Regions from separate parts of the Mus musculus genome. Here region 1 is linked to region 2. A link is a contact called in public HiChIP or PLAC-seq data. All regions are on one chromosome and are shown on one strand. The core of a region is the stretch at or near the end of the contact, and the rest is flanking DNA. Distances in the headings are between cores, read along the strand shown. Region 1 overlaps Gm37548 (a long non-coding RNA gene). Region 2 has its middle 140 kb from the start of Slc7a11.

Region 1 (7,002 bases), core at 3,264-5,763, 580 kb before region 2:
CTGGTGACCAGGTCTTAGGACACCTGGGCATCCTTTGAGGGTTAGGGTCGAGGGAAGAGGAAGTGTTGGCAGTTAATCCAAGTTAGAAGGTAATGTCATAACCCACGGAATCTCCAGGAGACGACAGGAAATCACTTTCAAGGTAAACAAAGGGGCCTGAGTTAGCTTTTAGAGGCGGATAGCAAAGCCTCAAACATTTTGAAGGATAAGATAAAAAGTCTTGGAAGCTATAAAGACACAGAAAACGAAGGAACAAAGAAAACACTCCTTCAAAAACCGAAACGTGATCTTCTCAAAGTCGGCTAGAGAATCTGCAAAGGAATCTTGGAGGTGGGAAGTCATGCATTTTTAATCTCACCATTCTCTCGGCTTCTCTGCTTACACCTGGTGAACGAAAATAGAGTAGGAAGGAAGATAGGACATTCACCCCGCTTCGTTTTGGAATTTCAGAGAGCAAAGTCACTTGATTTGCCAGCGCTGTGCAGGACTACATCCTTGCACCCATTCAATAGGAGCCCACCTAAAGTCACCGTTTGGGGAAGTGGAGTAGCCAGGGTGGGGTGGAGAAGCTTTGTTAGTGCAGATGTTGCTGCTGAGTCCTCCCTAGGGTTTGGGCTGTGGTAAAATGGTGCTTAAAGGGCTCACCACAAAGTGCTACTACTTTGCCTGCTCTGGCTTCTTTTAATGTTCGTAGTTTCTTTTCTATCCTCCGATGAACAAGCGTGTGAGATACCTGAGAGCAGAGACGCCATCAAAATTGTTCTCTTCTGACTCTTATGGACATGAAGGCCCCATGGCTGGTTCAGGGAACCCACTCCATAGAGCGGTTTAGCATGTGCAAATAGTGTCTTCACTATCGATTGTTAGTGAAAATTATATTCCCTTACTTGTCGCCCAATGGAATGTTCTAGAAACTGCCTATGTGCGGGAATGTAGCAGGGGTCAGACAATAAGAAACAAGGGAATCCATTTGATTTTGGATGGAGGAACACTTCAGTCATCCAGGAGTAAGTGGTATCTGGCTCTCAGATGAGAGGCACCATCTTTGGAAGGGGAAGCATCTGAGTGAACATGATATATACTGCATGATACCTCACACCTTCCAAGTGAAAATCTTATGTTTGCTCATCTAATACCTCCAAGAGAGGGAAGCCATAGTCTACAGCTATACATCATAGAAATGGCCACTGTGTGCACCATGTGTGTCCATGCGTGCATTTGAGTGTGTGTGTGTGTGTGTGTGTGCGTGTGTGTGTGTATTGTTTAGTTGGAGGAGCTATCAGGAAGGGCTACTTGTGGACTCACATCAGAACCCAGGTCCCCTTATGCTCTTTGGTTCAAGCTCTTCTCCCTAATTGTGGGGGTGCTGGAAGTTGACATTTCCCTCTGGTGTACAACCTCATGGTGGTAAGATAAGAGTGAGAATTTGAAAGAATAGCTTCATGGAAGATGGGGGAACATGTTGTTTGCGAGATGGGACAAGGGTCAGACATCATGGTGAACAACTAGAAGTTGAAAGACAATGCGACTGGAGCGCAAATCAGACCGGTGGCCAGAGACCCTGAAAATAGGAATCTGGTTCTGTGTTTTTCCTCTCCTTTCTCTTTTCCTCTAAAGAATGTGTCCAAGGAGCTGAGCCACTGAGAAGCAGGGGCCATTTAAGGACATTTTCTTTACAAATATGAGAGACCAGCCATGAAGTGCTGGCAGGGGCAGGATGGGTGGGGTGTGTGTAAGAATCCCAGAATCCTTCCCTCTGCTGCGTGGCAGGCACAGACTGTAGACACACAGAGGCCCTCCTGCTTCCATGCCACAAGACACAGGAGGGGAAGATGTCTACAGACCCACCTACTACCATGCCACAGGGGCAGGTTGAAAACACTTACAAGGTCCGCTTGCTGTCACCCCCCCACCCCCTACCTCACATGGACAGAGGAGTTCATCCAGAGGCCTGCAAGCCACATGTTCACCTGCAGTGGGAGCTACAAGATGCAAATATGTGGTGGACAGATGGGAGAGAAAGAAAGCTGAACAGTTTGAACATTATAAAAAAGGTGGAACTGGAGATACGACGGTGGAGAGGAATAGTCTGCTATGAGTAACTAGGCCCTGTTGCCTGAGGCCATGATGAAGCCTGTGCTGCCTCAGAGGGCCACACTAGGGTCCAGGGCTATCCAGTGGTTCATATTACCATTAGAGACCATAGGGAAGTCCCTGGTCTGGGCACTACATGATGCCCAAGGTTTGGGCAGAACTGGCCCCACCTCTCACTGGTTTCTGCACACTGAGGAACTGTCCTTACATCTCACTGGGCAGCACAATGGTGCTGACTCTGGAGGTGTAGGTGAGCCAATCCCAAGGGCATGAGTGCTGGCCCTGCCTCTTGCTAATGGCAACATTGGGTGGCCACCAGAACAGGGCAGGAGTGCTAGCCCTAATGCTACAGATGCGGGAGAGCCAGGAGGCAGATCAGCTCAGGTACCACACAGGCCCAGACCCAGAGCTTTGAGTCAGCCCACTCCAAGATCTACATCATCTGTGAACTGTTGGAACACATGATAGGGTGTGCCCGGCTGATCCAAAGCTGCAGGATCTCTGAGACACAGGGCAACAATAGGATAACCAGGAAGAGTTCCAGTGAGGATCCAGTACTGAAGGTGTTACAGAAGCCAGCAATCTCGAACCAGATCAATGACTCATTGCAATGAAGATTTGCAAGTGAAGATGTATGGACAGCGGGATATCCTGTGGGACACATTGTGACACACAACAGCTTCCACAACAAAATGTATTCTCTGATGTTTGTTTTGTTTATTTGCTTGTGTGCTTTTATTTTCTTTGGGAGGGAGGTTGCAAGGGTGGAGGGTGGATATGAGGGGGTAGGGAGATGAGTGGGACCGGAGTGCATGATGGGAAAGTCACAAAGAATCAATAGAAAGTTAAAAAGTATATGAGACCAAGGGAGGTTACACATCTATCATGTTTTTCTTTGGAGGCTGTCATTGTTTCCTATGATAGAGAGCCAAGCTTTATCCTGATAAAGCATTTATGTGATAGAAAAGTCAAGTCGTCAGGTCCCCAGTGTGACTCTACTTGGCACAAGATATGGTGTGGCTTTCTGTGTCTCTGGAAGGCTTGATTTTTAACAGAGTCCACTTATAGACAGTGGCGTACATATAAACATACTGGAGCACTGAAATGATGGTTTGATCAATGGCAGACTGTATATTCCATATAGTTCAGGTGTATCATAGGTTCTACCATTTGAATATGTGTAGTTTGTGTCAATATCCTCTGAATACTTATACTGCAACAATATCATTGGATGATGAATTGTCTCTTAGAATGTGCCCTGTCATTAAGTAATATTTATTTATAGTTATGTGACAAAGCTAAAGTTACTGTGTAAACAAATAGCCATGGTGTTTGGGGAGGTGGGAAAAATGTGTCTCCATTCTCATCCAAGCAAAAACCGAAGAACCATGCAGATGAGTTGTAATTTCTTTTCCCTACACTTTATCCCAGATGGAGTCCTAGCAGGAACATGTAGGGGCCTCATGTGTCTAAGGACAGGTAGGATAGTGGTTATATAAGAACAAGTTTGATTTAAACATTATACATACATGTGTGTGTGTGTATCTGCTCTTGTGTATATACACACACACACATATACACACAAACACATACACATATATATGTATACACACACACATATATATAGTGTTGGTGGCCAAGGTATTTACATATCTGGTAGTACCTCGATCACTGAGCTATATTGCTATCCCTGAACTTGTATTTTTGAGAGTTCTATGTCACGTTAACCTATTAATAAATTGACTTCAGTTAAGATGACTTCTTTTGAATTATTGCTGATCAACATGGTTTGTTTTTCCCCCCTTAGCTCATCCTCATATCCTCATCTTTTTCACGTTCTAATTAATTTTCAACTCTGTTTATCTGCTTGAGCACAGAGAGTCTTAATTGCCTTAGGAGAAGGTAGTGTTAAACCGGAGTAGGTTGGAAGAGTCCAATTTAACTGTCTCCTTTTGAATCAGGTGCTTGGGAATTTGGAACTCTGCAACTTCTTGGCAGCTAACGTGTTTTGAGGATGAATCGTGGCCATGCCAGTGTTTATTGACAGTCTTCATCTGTCTGTGGATATTGGGATCCATGGAGAAGAACACACAGAATCCACAGAGAACAGTATCTACTTAGCAATTTAAACCTCTCCTTCATCCCTCCCTTCAGTTAATACTGGTTCTTCTTCATAGGAAGCAAACTGAGAGCGTTCACTTTTCCTAATCAGGTTTCCATTCCCTGTGACATGAAGGGACAGTTAGGGGAGGGAGGGGGATGATAGAATATAAGGTTGGATAGTCTACACTGCTCAGACAGTGATTGATCCCGATTGGCACTTGTAGGCTCTTGATTTTTCTCCTGTGAGCCAAGAGGAGCTGTTCCCTGTGGCAGCAGGGTAATCCTGGGGTGCCTGGGTTTGGCCAGCCTGCTGGATGGACGGATTCAAATGCAAATAGGGATTGCTGTTTGGTATGCGGGAGGCTTTCAGTAGAAGCCTCAGAAGTTTGGATCCTTTGTGAAATCTGAAGAATCAATCTACTCTGTCCTTGGTGCCCACCGAGCAAACCTCTCTACCGCTTCTTTCTCTGGTACAGAAGATAAACGAAAAAAAATCCCATTATTCAGCTTATGCCATTGTCATGGCAGTCTCCTTTGAGCCTCTTGGCAAAACCCTGCTTGCTTTAGAACCGTACATCATACCGGATCCATTGAGAGCCATTATTTATCTGACAGGATATTTATAAAAGCCAGCATTAGCTGTGGCTCCCAGTCAATATGTTTCTCTCTCGCTGACACACATCACACCAACAGGCTTGAAATATTTAAATACAATAGTCCCTTCAAGAAATCATTAATTTTTCTATCACTGCCACTAGTGATAATTTGACGGAAATGGATTTTGTTGGAAGAGCTGAGCTGTCTACCAGTGGATACTTTCAAGTTCCCCACACTTCAGAGGCATTCCCACACTTCAGTGTAGGGCACAGTGAGGGTCCAGGAAGACCAGAACCCAGCGGTCCAGAGGCAGTGGCACGGCAGCAGCTGGCTTACCCCAGCACCGCCCCACCCACTTCAGTTAGGAAGGCGGTTAAATATCAAGGAGAGAAAAGGAACCGGAGGCCCAGCCACCTCATTAAGGTCCCCATCTCTGCTACTCTGTCTCCTCCCGCCTGCCCCCTGCTTCTCAGCTCCTTCATTCTCCTTTGCCCTCCCCTCTCTTTTATCCATGTTTCCACTCTCTCTGCCTTCTCCTGTGGTGTTAGCTTTTGCTCTTTGATCTTTCTTTTCCCTTATTCACACCCCCTGTGGGGTGTGTGACTGGGTAGAAAATGGAGGACAGTCATAAGTGTCTCCCTCAGTGTCTCTGCTCCCTAGAGGGTTGGGGTCTGGGACAGTGTCTCTGTGTCTGGCTATTGGCTCACCTCTCACTGGGAATCTTCATCCATAATTAATGGAGAGCATTTCTATGACCTCTCACCAGGGAGGACAAGGCTCCAACTGTGAGGTTTCCTGGAGGCAGGAAGGACGTGGAACTTGTTCAGAATATGATACCCTGTGTTCCAGGCATGGTTCCTTAACAGAGGAAAGAGATTCAGCAAGTGTACCCGCAGCAGCAGCAGTGGCCTTTCTATAACCGAAATGGGACAGCTCCTATAGCGAGCAGACAAGAGGCGTGGTTTCTGCTTGTTTGTTTGTTTTTGTTTTGCATATTAGACATGACAAAGCTTGGTTAATTCATGAAAAAACAAAACAAAATTGTCAACCAGCAAACAAAACAACAGCAACAGCAGAAGTCATTTGGGGTGGCATTTTGGAATCTCGGTGATTTCCTCTTATTAAACTTGTGGTTCATGTGGAAATGACACCGCAGGATCATGTGGAAGGTTCCAGATTGTTACCCCAACCCCCCCCCCCCCAGAGCTGTGAATCTGTCTATCCAGATAATGCTAGGACCTAGGCCAGGCTTCTCTCGTTCTACCACTCCAAACAATCACACCTGTCCTAATCCCTTATTGTCTGTCCTGACACAGTGCCAATCAACTCTAGGCAGCTCTGGGTCATAAGAAGAGAGGATAATGCCTCCGAGTTCAAGAATATTACACGATGTTTGGAATTTAGCTGTGGAGAGGGACCAGACTTAGCCATAAACATGTCATGAGAATCATAAAGGTGGGTCTCATCTGGAGGAGAAGTTTCCAGGAAGGAGGTGGTACGAGAGGACTTCTTAGACTGTACGTGGAAATGTGAAAGACAGGTACTGGGGGTTACATGAAGAGGCACCGAATTTAAGTAAGGCATTGGTAATGACCAAGACTAAGCCCTTTCCAGATCACAAGAGAGGACAGGCAATAACCACATCTTCAGCCTGCTCCACACTCTGCTAAGTTGATAGTTAAAACAACTACCACAGAGAGATGGATGATAGATAGATAGATAGATAGATAGATAGATAGATAGATAGATAGATAGGTAAACGATGCATAGGTAGATGATAGATAGATTGATAGATAGATAGGTGATCATAAGGTTCAGCTGGGTGAAGGTGAGAGAGGTTCTAAAATGGAGTATTTAAATTTTTTAAGACCACTCACTTAGAAAAGAGAGAGTACAGAAGGAACATGCTGGAAACAGGGACCTCTGGGAGAATGTGGGTAAGAAATTGATGGTGAGGAAGGTTAAGGAGAAGAATTTGGCAAGTTTCCATATGAAGAATCTGGAGATAAGAGGGATAAAGAAAACGAAATGGAAAAGACCATTCGTTCACAGTTCTGAGCTGTGTCTCTGTGTTAGCTGGGATGTTAGAAGTCACACCGCCAGGCTGGAGGGATGGCTCTGTGGTTATGAGTGCTGAATGCTAGTTGTTCTTGTTCTTGTAAGACTAGGGCTCTGATCCCAGCACCCATGTCAGGTTGCTCCCCACTG
Region 2 (6,912 bases), core at 2,354-4,853:
TTAGTTCTTGACTAGAGGCTAGATTCAATCGTGGCTTTGGATAAGAAAGCTGAGATGCTAGGTGTCCTACAAAATATGCAGTTTATTAGAGAAGGACATCTTCTGAGGTAAAATAACATTCAAACTGTCCTCCCTTTACTTGGTCCCAAGAGGGCTGGAGGATGTCTTTAATCAAGGTCCTGGGAAACGCATTAGTCAAGAGAGGCACAGTTTTGAACAAGACTTGAGCTCCTCTTCTTATCCTGGTGGTAGATGCTTCTGTTGACGTTCTGTGATGGCCTTGAGGATGGACCATTCCAGGGTAGTAGCAGCCAACTGGTGCCACCTACAGGCAAGCAATATAATTGCTATGCCCATCAGAACCAGCAGCAGGCCAAGCCCTTCTTCCTTAAGCTCTGAAATGCAGGAATATATTTTGGTCACCATCAGTTCCTTCACTGAAAGAGGCAAGAGTAAATAGTCCTTTCTGAAGTGCATTATAGAAAATGCTTCACGCGTGGGAAGCATAGGTCTTACCTAGGTCACTATAACAGAGGGCTGAGCACTCACAGTCAATTTTCAGATGTGAGTTCCAACCCATAAGAAGAATTCTTTGATGATGGACTCAGCAGTGAGAGCACCGTGTGTGCAGTCAATCTTCCTCCCCGCCTTCAGCAAGGGATCTCTGGCTGTTTAGTAGCATTGCAGATAAATAGCCTTTAATGTGGCCAGCCTATTCTTTGCTCAGGATTTATGCACAATGGATGTGACATGCTGTCCTTGTGGAGCAAGCATTCTAAAGAGCTGACGTTCCTTTATACAAGTGATCAGGCAAGCATCGTACGCAGAGATATCACATCCTAAGGGTAATGTCTTCCAGGGGTCAACATTCACATAAACATGTTCAAGTACCAAGTGTTATTGTTTTGACTTTGTGACCAAAATAGACTGCTTACATTTCAGGTCATGTACCTAAAATATGTCCTAGATCTGGCTACTCAGACATTTCATGGAAGTGCTGATCTCTGTGTGAACGGAATACGACAGAATGCTAACAAAATGTAAAGGAACCAAAAGACTCTAGATCATGAAAATACATACAACAAACATGATTCCAGGAAGGGAAATGATCCCAGATTTGGGGTGCCTGATGCTGAGCTACTCTGATTCCAGGAGCCCCGAGAAAGGCCACTGTCTTTACTGAACAACAAATTGTACTTTAGGTTATCAATTAAATTTGGATCTTCGTTGGTTTCTAGATAGTTGAGTGCTGCAAATTTTTTCTGCCTTTAGGACTGAAATGGGTCTCTTAAGCAATTGGTAAAGTTGTCATCTGGGTCCCTGGGCCATGGAGCAGGCTATTATGATGAGAACTATTTCCATATTCTAAAGGCCTGAATCGAAAGCAAATCACACCTACAGGTGAATCTAAAACAAAAGCTGTTGCTTTGAGCTCACAAGATGCTGAGTTGCTGATTTGTCTCATTTTTCTATTTCCACCATGTAGAGAGTTTTCAGGCTTTTAGTGTTGGGGTAGAGCTCTAGAGGGAAACACTTGCCTAACACACGGGAAGCCCTGGATTTGACTTGCTGCTCCACAGTAAACAATCAAACACTAGATGATAAAAGAATCCGAAGGAGCTAGGAGGATGCAGGAAATACTGAACATTATAAAGCAGATCCCCCAGGTGTTCATTCAACAAACTCATACTCATTATCCACCAAGATCAAAGTTCATGTGGCAGCTGCCCGAGCTTTAGAACAATGAGAGTCAGGTTCACGGTAGAAGCAAGGAGCTGTGGTTAGATGTTTAAGGGTTTCACTGGCTGCAGTGGGCGTGTGACAGGAGAGTGGCAAGATAAGATAACAAATGTGGCAGTACTCCAAGTGAGAGTTCATTGTAGGGGTTCAGGGACAGGGAGGGCTGCGGGATATATAGGAGGGGGGATGGATGGAGTACAGATTACCTGGTGGTCACAGATTGATTGATGGTTGTCGGCAAGAAGCAATGGAAAAAGTAAAGTAGTGTGCCTGCATTTGTTAACTTGCTCAGCAAGATATATCTACAATCTCTCTATTATCTATCTATAATCTGTGTTTATATACCATCTATAATTTATCATCTATTAGCTATCTACATATGATCAGTCATCTATCATTTTCTATCTAAACTATATCATCTATCATGCATCTACTCATCTACATATCTATTTTCTATCATCTACCTATTATACATATATCACTTCTCTTTTAATCTGTCATCTATCATGTGTGTATGTATCTATCATCATGATCATTAACATCATCATTATCTATCTATCCACATCCATCTATCATCTATCTGTGTGCCTATCTATGTATCTATCTATGTATCCATGTATGTATTTATATCATCTATCTATCATCTATTAAATAAAAAACGAGAACCAATGTTCTTGGTCCTGTATTTAAGGAACGTGAAAGTTTCTGTGAGGATGTTGAGCAATCTTTCATGTAAGAGTGGAGGGTGGGGATGTTAAATGATGAAATGAATGTGGAGTTACTGGTCCATAAATGGGTTTACCAGGTACATTAATAAGTTATTGCAGTCTCTACACAGAAATAAATCTTGTGATGCAGAGCAAAGGCAGTTGATAGATCAGCCGGCTGCAGTGGGTCAGCCAACGTTCTTTAGGAAAGACACATGTAGAAAATATTCGCAGAACATAATGGGCTTAAAGACGAAACAAGGCCATTAGATCATTGGGAAGAGAGGCCCCTTGGTCTTTCAAACTTTATATGCCTCAGTACAGGGGGACACTAGGGCCAAGAAGTGGGAGTGGGTGGGTAGGGGAGTGGGTGGGTGGGGGAGGGTCTGGGGGACTTTTGGGATAGCATTTGAAATGTAAATGAAGAAAATACCTAATTAAAAAAAACGAATTAAAAAAAAAAGAAAGGAGAACACAGTTCAGGAGTTTTCATTTAATAGCTCAATTTATGGTAATCAAAACAAAACAAACAGAACATCTCACAAATCTCCAAACAACCCAAACTCAATTGTGCTAGGATGAGTCCCCTGCCTCCTAAAATCTCAGGTATTCAATCAGGTGAGTCAAATAACATGCAAATTATTTCTTGTTTTTCACGTTGACAATCTCCACTTCAGCCTCATGTCTACTTTTCTGTGTGTAATCTTCAGTACGGGAAAATTGCTTTGCTAACTGCCTCACCTGGGAATTTATTCCACCAGGATCCGGGGGGAAGGTGACAGTGGATTCCGTCTCCTGATATATCCCGTGGTGACTGGTTTTGTTTCATAGGAGACTTCATTTTCATTAAAATGCACTTTCATTCTTAAAGAAAAAAATGAATAAAATACAGGTACAGAGAGTTTAACATGTTGGTTTCTTGTTGAAATAAAGTCTTCGAAAGTTTAAATACAACCACTTTTTATTGATTGGCTTAAAAGTACACATCAAGACCATAAATAAGTCAAAAGCAGACACACATTTTTTTCCCTCAGAATAAAAATATGCATTTCCCAAACTAGACCACTTGGGGGCAGCATAGCGCAGAGCTAGCTTTTCACTCATCTCCCAGCGCAGTCTCCTTCAGTAATGCAAGTCCCCACAAAGCAAGAACTTAGGTCTTGCTATTCATGTCAGCAGAGTCTTTGTCAATTGTCATCCTATTTTTCTCTTTTTTTCGTGTTTCTTTATCCTGATCTTTTTTTTTTGGGGGGGGGGGAGGTTGGTTCTTCATGAGTTAAGAGTTTTCATACTTCTAGTAGGTTAATTAACACATTCAGAAATTAAGTCAAAGCTGGCCCAGTGCCCTTTCTTGCTCAACCACATGGGCATGCTTGGGTAACTGTAGTTATTTACATTTGGCATCCAACTGACTCCATGAGCTGCATTGCTTTCCCCCCTGTATGAGTATCCAGGCTATTAAATTAAACAGGTTAATGTTAGCTACAGCGTCTCACCCCCCACCATCCCCACAGCTATAGTAAATCTGCCACCTGTTTATTTCCATAAAAATTCAATTATAGCACCGGCAGTTATTCTTCTTATGTGAGCAATTAACTTCAAGCAGTTTCCAGCCAAAGAGAAAGGCCAGGCCAGCCGGCCCTTCCTTTCTTTGATTCCTTCAGCCCTTGGTTGCTTCTTTTGTTAGGTGACTGCGCAACCATCAAACCACTGAAAAATGAAACAAGCAAACTGGACTACCATGCACTCTTATGCCAACGAAGAAACAAAAACTGAAAAATCACTAACAGCTCTTTGCTTCCCCCTTGTCCTTTGAGTGCGGAAGCCGGGGAGGTGGAGGGCAGTGGGCAACTCGCTGGGGCACCAGGAGCACGGTTCTCCCTACCATACACCACCATGAAGAAGGGGTTGCTTTAAACACTGTTCTTCTTCCTTCTTTATCTCTGTAGAAAATGCAACCATGCAGGGAAACCTTGGCCAAATGCCACAGCGTCCTGGCTGAAGCAGCAACGCAATTACGGAAAGATAAAAAACCCACAACGGCCTGTGCATCTGAGCAGCTGAGAGAAAGAAGGTGGTGAGAGGCAGGTGCACGTCTTTGTTTCTGTGAGAGGAGTCGGTCTTTCGTTCCAAGCTTCCAGCTGCAAATGCCTGCGTTTTCCTTTTTAAGTGTTTCTCTTTTTCCTTCTTAAATGTCTACTTTCCCGACCATATTTCTTTCTCACAAACAGTCCATGAATAAAAAGAAAAGGGCTAATCGCAATCTGATTATTTCCTACCGGATCTAATTCCCCAGGGCTGGTTTGGGTTCTTCTTTCCCTTCATATGCGGGGGATATTGACTTTCTTTTGAAGAAGCAAAATTCTTAGTAAGTATTGCACACAATATTATTTATAAATATATAGATCATCTACTATTGTTACTTTGTTAAATGGACATGATAGGTAACTGTTCCTAAGTTCTTACTTTTTTTTTTTTTTTTTTTTTAGAAGATCATGCTTAACACAGAGACCTCACAGCTGGTCAACTTGCAGAGAACAGGAGAGAACTCAAATCCAAGTGGGATATCTCTATCACTCCTCTATTACCTATTCACGGCCCCCTTCTCCCACCCAAGGCTCAGAGATCACCACCGACGAAGGGACAGAGAGACAACACGCTCCAGGGTAGTGGACATCTACAGCCAACAGCAGGATGTGACGTGGTCCTTGCACAAAGGGACTCAGAGTGGCCTGGTAGTGACTGCTTAAGACTGGCATAAGAGCAAGTCAGCTAGAACCCCAGCATGGACTGTGGATAATTCATGAAGTCCACTCGTAGCTGAAGAGCTATTGGCAATTGCTGGTGTTTGGCAGAGCCAGAGTCAGTTATCTTCAGGAATATGATGCTAGAGAGGTTGTCCCGATTCCAGCAGCACTTCCTCCACCCATGCACACACATACAGGCAGTACTAAGTGGACCCAGGGTGATTTAAAACAAAGTGTGGCAAGTTAGGAGGAAAAACTGGTGGGTGGGTAAGGGGGGGGCCTGGAGGAGAGGGATTAGGGATAGAGTAGATCAAAATGTATGGAATTCTCAATAAAAATGTAATTTAACCAAAGAGCCAATTGGACTCATAAGATCATTAATTAAACCATTCCCCAGTTTCAGATTAAAATAAAATTTCCATATGCAAGCTAGTACTCAGTGCTCTCAATTTATTACTGACGAACTCAGAAAATCAGAGGAAAACCCACTGCCCACTAAGCTTTAGAGAGTGCTCAAGGCAGCTCTAGGCCCTAAAGCAAGGGCAGGCGGGTGGGCTGGGTGCAGGGGTTCTGGTTTCACTTCCAAATGGTCCCAAGCCTTGCTGGTCTCTGAGCATGGCTGTAGTGCTGGTGGGTATCCTGTCATGTGCCGGCCATTCTTAAAATACAGGGAGTAAATGAGTGTAAAAATAGTGCCATCCTTTCTTCCCGAGTGTGAAGGTGCCCTGTGTCTGCCCACCAGCACTCGGACGCCAATGGGGTAGAAAAGTGTATAAAGTGTTCTTTGAAGTCAGCCTGTCATGAGGAAAAGATACAGCCTAATTGAATTTAATCTTCTTTTAAATGGTTACTCAAAGGAGAGGCTCTGTTAGAAGTTCAGAAGGGCATGCATAAATCCTCCCAGGCAAGTGTCCCTACCATGGGCTAAAGTGTGGAGATGGGCAAAAGGGAGGGGACTCTGGAATCTGTGTTTCATCTTGATAGGGCTGATGAGGCTTTAATGAGGACTGACCAATGTTCTGGTGGCCCTAAGACCCACATCCTCTGCTGTCAAATGGACTCGCGTTCATGGTCTTGAACATTGTCTCTTTCCTATCTTCCAATGTCCTCACGAGCCCTATTGCTTTTCAGTTCAAAGGAGACATTAAAATGGGCTGTTTACTTTTCATCCTCGATCTTGGTCAGATGCCTAATTTCCGTAGCTTTCCCACCTCCTGAAGAGTTTCAGGCTTTCTGCTGTCTGCCAAAATGAAGCGAATGTACAGCGTGGTGCTTTGAAGTCTGATTTAAGGCAAAACTAAATGGCCCGTGTTTATCTGATCAATTAAAGGAGTCGCCTACATCCTAGGCCCCGATGCCTCTCATTTAGGCAACGTTCTATATGGTCCTCAGGAAATTAACAGCAGACACCCAGCTTGGGCAACAGGGATTATGAAACAAAGAAATTCAGACAAGTGTGGGAAAATGTAACCAGGCTCCAGGGTAAGCGCCAAGACTGACAAGACTCCGGCACCGACCGACTGAGGAATGCCTTGGTATAGAAATAAGTCGGCAGAAAAGCACGGGATACAATTGCCCAAAATAGAAGTTTGATTTAGAACATCCTTTATAGTGAATGATCTACTTGATCCAAGGCCTTTGCTATGATGGATGTTTTTAATTTTTGGAAACTCATCTTCCAGATTGGAATGTGCACAGTTCATGTTAACTATAGTTGG

What was found. HiChIP or PLAC-seq counts read pairs in DNA pulled down with a chosen protein or histone mark.
Region 1: an H3K27ac HiChIP or PLAC-seq map of neural progenitor cells shows a contact between it and region 2, with 13 times the contacts expected there. The contact joins two enhancer-like sites. A contact is called at or near these places in 2 of 39 promoter capture datasets (hippocampal neurons and liver), 10 of 484 Hi-C or Micro-C datasets (the 3T3-L1 cell line, the C2C12 cell line, CD8 T cells and 5 more), 5 of 115 datasets of contacts at active chromatin or transcription factors (T-cell acute lymphoblastic leukemia, double positive thymocytes, embryonic stem cells and 1 more) and 1 of 9 other capture datasets (embryonic stem cells).

What each region holds. Positions count from the first base shown.
Region 1 is chr3:50,880,087-50,887,088 of GRCm38.p6, reverse strand. Gm37548 (a long non-coding RNA gene) reads left to right here. Exons shown (of 2, transcript XR_003954473.1): 2 at 1-3,852. Among named protein-coding and RNA genes, the nearest start is that of Gm37548, 5.3 kb to the left of the region's middle. Within about 2 kb of position 4,513, at least 48 of the 459 cell types and tissues checked have an H3K27ac peak or open chromatin away from gene starts, as enhancers often do. A contact at or near this core is called in neural progenitor cells, where this site is marked.
Region 2 is chr3:50,297,737-50,304,648 of GRCm38.p6, reverse strand. No RefSeq gene overlaps it. Among named protein-coding and RNA genes, the nearest start is that of Slc7a11, 140 kb to the left of the region's middle. Within about 2 kb of position 3,603, at least 22 of the 459 cell types and tissues checked have an H3K27ac peak or open chromatin away from gene starts, as enhancers often do. A contact at or near this core is called in neural progenitor cells, where this site is marked.